2 separate regions of the Mus musculus genome follow, and region 2 is linked to region 1. The links are chromatin contacts, called in public HiChIP or PLAC-seq maps. All regions are on one chromosome and are shown on one strand. Each heading gives the region's core, a stretch centred on a gene start, on an enhancer-like site or on the middle of the called end of the contact. The rest is flanking DNA. Distances are from core to core; before and after follow the strand shown. Region 1 has its middle 8.4 kb from the start of Gm33185. Region 2 has its middle 10 kb from the start of Gm25214.

Evidence for each region. HiChIP or PLAC-seq counts read pairs in DNA pulled down with a chosen protein or histone mark.
Region 2: a contact with region 1 is called in an H3K4me3 HiChIP or PLAC-seq map of craniofacial prominence, with 6 times the contacts expected there. The contact joins two enhancer-like sites. A contact is called at or near these places in 1 of 115 datasets of contacts at active chromatin or transcription factors (craniofacial prominence) and 1 of 9 other capture datasets (embryonic stem cells).

The regions. Positions count from the first base shown.
Region 1 is chr2:168,168,128-168,171,050 of GRCm38.p6, forward strand. No RefSeq gene overlaps it. Among named protein-coding and RNA genes, the nearest start is that of Gm33185, 8.4 kb to the left of the region's middle. Within about 2 kb of position 1,279, at least 256 of the 459 cell types and tissues checked have an H3K27ac peak or open chromatin away from gene starts, as enhancers often do. A contact at or near this core is called in craniofacial prominence, where this site is marked.
Region 2 is chr2:168,870,556-168,873,583 of GRCm38.p6, forward strand. No RefSeq gene overlaps it. Among named protein-coding and RNA genes, the nearest start is that of Gm25214, 10 kb to the right of the region's middle. Within about 2 kb of position 1,591, at least 37 of the 459 cell types and tissues checked have an H3K27ac peak or open chromatin away from gene starts, as enhancers often do. A contact at or near this core is called in craniofacial prominence, where this site is marked.

The DNA of each region.
Region 1 (2,923 bases), core at 29-2,528:
TAGCAGCCAGCATGTGGTGTTTGTCCTCCTGGGCTCAAGGTAGCTGCAGCACCTCCACTATCACTATAGTATTCCAGGCAGCCTTGAGAAGGTTGATGGAATTACCCTCATTTGCACAGGGGGAAACTGAGGTGTGGGGGCTCTGAGCCTGTACTCTGATGAAGGGCTCTGGGGATGAAACGTAGCCCATCCAGCCAGGAGTAAGTTTAGTTATTCCTGGATATTGGGATGGGCATCTCCCAAGGTCCCTGGTTCCGGGTGCCTGGTGACCTGGGTGGGGGGTGGGGGGGTGGGGGGCAGTAAGCATGGGGTCCTGGTATTTGACACTTTGGCTTCTGTTGATGGTCAAACTGGGGATTCAACTCCTGGGAATTGATCCAGGGCTGTGAGTGGATTGCCAGCAGTTGGCATGGACCCTGGAGACCTCAGCCAGGCCTATGAGAGGGCTGCAGGGTGGTCGATGCTGGGGTCAGCAAGGCGTTGACCTGGGCTTCTTGCTTCTCATCAGAATATGGGATTGCAGTGGTTAACCAGGGGCCTCTGGGCAGAGGACATTCAGGCCTAAACCTAGTTGGCAAGGCAGCCTCCCCCACCCCTCCATCTGGCAGCCATGGCTGGGACCCACAATGCAGTGCTCTCTAGTCTGGAAGTGGGGGGTGAGGGTGGGGCCATCTCTTTAGGACAAAGCTCTGGGGCCCAGTCTGGCCCAACACTGTTCTTGTACATAAAGTTTTAGAGGGATACAGCCATACTTTTTGAAGACAAGGCTATGTAGCCCAGGTTGGCCTCAAATTCATAATCCTTGGGGTCTTGGGTGTTGCGATTGCAAGCCTGTGCCGTCATGCCTGGCTCCAGCTGTGCCTGTGTTTATGGATTAACTAAGGCGGCTTTAGGATCACAAGGGCAGGGTTCAACAGTTGGGACAGCAACCACATGGCCCACAAGGCTTAGCATACCGACTGTCTGGCCCTTTGCAGACGGAGCTGCTGGCCTGGGCTTGAACAGAAAGCAGCTGGCATCAGGACTGGTGGGGTGGGGCTTTCCAAGAGTGAGACCTAAGGATGGGCTAGGAGCCCTGGGGAGGTTTGGGAGATGGTAAAGACTCTGAGGTCTGGGTTTGGTTTAGTACAGATTCAAAAACCCCCTCTCTCCCAGCAGTGCCAGAGGCTGGCTTGTCAAAGGCCAGGACAGCCATTTGGGGGCTTTTGTGAGAGAAGAAGCTACAGACTGGTACAGATACAGGGAGCAGTCTCCGGGCGCTTCTGCCTCTGCCAGAGACAGCATTCGGAGCAACTGGCTCAGACAAGCCTCTTGGACTTGTGGCCCTAGAGGACCAGGCCATATGATTTTCCAAGAGAAGCCAACTTGCAGTTGGGTTTCCTGGGAAATCTGGTTTTTATCCAGTTAATTGCATTTTTATGAAGTCACATAGAGAACAGGCACAGGAATGCCTGGCTTTCAGGCTTCAAAGTAGGGAACTTGGGGGTGGGTAGGTGGAGAATGGTTGGAGGTTGGGCTCAGCTAAGCCCCTCCTGCAGCTACAGCAGCCTGGCTGTGGCCCCCAGGCTGGGCAGGATGGTGTCGGGTTTCTAGCTTGACCTAGCCACCCCTGAGCTGTGGAGAATTCCTGCCTAGGAGTCTGGATTTAGGAATGGGGTGTCAGAGCTCATAGCCTTGGGTACTCTACCTGTAGTCCCCTCTGAGGAACGCAGAGTGAGTGAGTGAGTGAGACTGTAAGGCGTGTGTTTGTTACTTTGTCATCCAGGAGCCTGAGAGGTGGGTGGCAGGCAGGGCTGAACAGCACAGGGCTTCCTGGGCAAGGTCGAGCTGGCCAGCCCTTTAAAGGGTGTCTGCACCCCTACTGTGGCTGGGCCACTTTGCAGCATCCTGGACGTGCCGGCTCCTGTCGACCTGGCTTTTGAGCCTTTTGTGAAAGCGGTTCCCATCCGGGTGGATTTCCTACGGCCTCAGGCAGGTGTCTGAGCTGAAAGTGAGTGCTAACTCGGGGCAATTTGGCTTAAGCAAAGAAATTCTGTCACTCCCCAACAGGAAACTTCCAATATGGGGCCCGAATTGAATTCTGAGATCCAAAGAGTGGTACCCGGGCTCTTTCTTACCCATGGCCCCACTCTGTGTCCCTTGGGTACGGCGGCATTCGTGGGCGGGCCCTTGGTGGTGGCACTCCTGCAACCTCAGGGAGAGTAACCCAGTGACAGAGAGAGGAACCCAAGGTGGTTTCTCATTGGGCCTGATTGGGTCATGTGCTTAGCTAGCCCAGTAGCTGTGGGCAAGGGCAGGCCCTGCTGTTAGAGAGTTGGGCAAGACCAGCCTGACCAAAAGAAACCGGGATACTATCCCGGAAGCGAAGTGCACACAGACCAGGCCAGCCCTCGGCCGCATCTTCTGCAGGAGGGCTGTCAGGAGAGTGTTAGGGGCTGAAGATGATAGAGCAAAGCCCTCTGGCTGTTCCACGGTGGGTTCTCTAGTCATGTAACATGGAGATAACTCCAGTTATCACACACACATACACACACCCACACCCATACATGCACGAGCCCAAGATGATGCCCAGGACCTTGGTTCTGGTGGAATGAACCTATACCAGCTCTACAGACTTCCCTCCCTCCCTTCTTTCTTTCTTTCTTTCTTTCTTTCTTTCTTTCTTTCTTTCTTTCTTTCTTTCTTTCTTTCTTTCTTTCTTTCTTTCTTTCTTTCTTTCTTTCTCTCTCTCTTTCTTTTCTTTCTTTCTTTCTTTCTTCTCTTTCTTTTTCTTTGTTCTTTTTCTTTCTTTTTCTTTGTTCTTTCTTCCTTCCTTCCTTCCTTCCTTCCTTCCTTCCTTCCTTCCTTTCTTTCTTTCTTTCTTTCTTTCTTTCTTTCTTTCTTTCTTTCTTTCTTTCTTTCTTTCTTTCTTTCTTTCTTTCTT
Region 2 (3,028 bases), core at 341-2,840, 700 kb after region 1:
TGCTGATGCAGAGGATACTTACTGCTTATTGGCTTGCTCATTCAGGACCACCTGCCCAGGGATGGCTCCCCCACCAAGTGGGCTGTGCTCTCCCAAACAATCCTGTATCAAGTAAATGCACCAGGGGCTCCCCCTACAGGCCAATCTGGTAGGGGCATTTTTCTCAGTTGAGTTTCCCTTTTCCCAAATAGCTCCAGCTTGGGTCAGGTTGATAGAAAACTGGACACCACCGTTGATGAGCTCTAGGCTTAGTAGAAGACCACATCTCAAAACCACAAGGTGGATGGCCAGACATGGCGGTGTACACCTGTGATCCCAGCACTCGGGAGGCTGAGGGAGGCAGGTCTCTGTGAGCCTGAGGCCAGCCTGGTCTCCAGGATTAATTACATAGTGAGAGCCTGTAATAATATCACGGAGAAGCGGCTGAGGGAAGATGACACCTCGCATTGTCCTCTGGCCTATGCATGCACATACTGTCCCCTGACCCTCCTCTGTGCCGTTTGCACTCACAGCCTCCGATGCTGAACGGAAACCTTTCCTTTTTACCAGAAAAGGCTTTAAATAAATACTGCATTATATATGTAGGTGTGTGTGTACACATGTATATGTATATAATAGATACATATAAATGTGGGTGTGCACTCACGTGCATGTGCAAACACACACACCTTCAGATGCTGAACAAAGCTGGAACCCTTTTCTTTTTACCAGACAAGGTTTTAAGTAAATACTGCATTATATATATGCATACATATATACATACATACATACAAACGTGTGTGTGTGTGTGTGTGTGTGTCTATTCCTCTCATGCAGGCCTGGTGCTCACAGAGGCCAGAAGAGCACAGCAGATCCCCTAGAACTAGAGTCACAAGTGCTTCCGAGCCATCATGTGGGGACTGCGACTCAAAACCGGGGTCCCCCACAAAAGCAGCGAGTAGCCCAATGAGCCAGCTCTCCAGCTGTGAAATATTTTTATATCAAAATTTAGTGTGTGTGTCTGTGTGTGTGTGTGCGCGCGCGCACGTGCACCAGAGGACAACTTTCAGGAGTTAGGTCTCTTTTCCACCTTGTGGGTCCTGGGATTCGAACTTGGATCATCAAGTTTGGCATCAGGCTCTTTTATTTACAGAGTTATATCTCAGCCCCTTTTCTTATTATTTTTACATTTTGCCCACCGGCCTCCGCTAGAAGGAGGAAAGGATGAGGTTTTGATTTGCGTAAGAACGGTGCTTGCCTCGAGCGCCACAAAAGATCATGGGTGGAACCAGAGGAGGGAGAAAAATAATCAGCCATCCTTTTCTTGATGGCTATTTTAAATATTTAGCTGAAATTGTCTGCATCTGTGTGTCAGCTGTTTTCTCTGCAAACAGCCCTAACCCCCGTGCTCACACACAATACGGGGAGGCGGGCCCCAGCTGCGGGGGCCCCCTCTTGTGTTTTCAATTTAAAGCTTCACGTAGACCGGTCACACAAACACGGATAGAAATACGCAACTTGTGAATTGAGAAAGCAGTAGTTTTGACTCATAAAATCCTTTGATAGTTTAGCCATCTGGTCAGAGTGAAGCTGCGCATAAAAGAGGTCCAAGTAAGGTCAAAGGGCACCCTCTGAGGGTCAAGGGGCCCGGGCAGAGTTTGCTCCAGTGGACTGGGCTAAAAGGATGCCTGACAAATTATTGCGCATTCCATAGCTTTTTGCGTAAGTATTTGATTACAGTGGGCAGGAATGTTGTTGATATTTCTAACCTGAGCGGGGGAGGAGAGGGAGGCAGGGCTGTGTCACCGATGCTTTCTTCCCATCTTTGGCTTTCCCGGCCACTGCCAGGCTTTTTGGCCATGCCTCGGGCCCTATCCCAGGGCACTTGTCCCTGATCGAGAGAGCACCCTCTCCCTTGGGAGAGAAGGAAGCTCATAGCTTTGCCTGGAGTGTTCCAAAAATCCCCGCTGCTGTCTTTCTGGTCCATAGGTAGTAAAACAGGCAACATCGCGGTTGTTTCCGGCGTGAATGGCAACAGAGCCACGCATATTTATGGTTGTGTTTCTCAGAGGGGGTCTCAGGCAGATGGGGATTTAAGATGATTTAGCGTCTTTTTTTTTTTTTTTTTTTTGCTTGAGCCAGAACTCTGGAGGGAGCCACTCGATTTTTTATAGGGTCTTGGGGGCTGGCGAGATGGTAAGGGCGGGTAAGAGCACTCACTGACTGCTCTTCCGAAGTTTCTGAGTGTAAATCCCAGCAACCACATGGTGGCTCACAACCACCCGTAACGAGATCTGACGCCCTCTTCTGGTGTGTCTGAAGACAGCGACAAAGTACTTACGTATAATAATAAATAAATCTGGGCCTGAGCGAGCAGAGTTGACCTGAGTGAGCAGGGCCGACCAGGGCGAGCAGAGGTCCTAAAAATTCAACTCCCAACAACCACACGAAGGCTCACAACCATCTGTACAGCTACGGTGTAGTTATATACATAAAATAAAATAAATAAATCTTTATAGTGTTTTGGCTTCAGGAGTACAGTAGCCGAGTAACAGGTCTTTGGATGGCTCATTCATGGGATTTTTTTTTGTAAAGGGCTAAGGAGACATGGTCTTGCTGGAAATCTTGGAGAATTATTGGGGTGGGGGCGGAGCCACTGTTTTTTTATGGTGATGTCTGCTCACCCACAGCAGCTTTGAGACACTTCCCAGTAGACTTTTTTTTTTTTTTTTTTTTTTTTGGTTTTGTTTTGTTTGCAATCTTTCCAGCTTTCAGGCTGGGAGGAAGTAGATGTGGAGGCCAGCACGCCCCACTGGCCCAGGAGGAAGCACTTCTCGAACCTTCTCCAGCACCTGGGGATGCCCTGTGGTGGAGAATCAGGCTGTGAGGAGTCTCTTTGTCACCCTGGGAAATTCTCCTGGGACTCTCTAGTTTGCTCATCATAATATAAAAAAATGTAAAGGAAAAGTTAACTCTTTTTTTTTTTTTTTCCTTTTTGCAATTGCTGGAGTTCAAAGCCAAGGCCTTGTGTGTGTTAGGCAAGCACTCC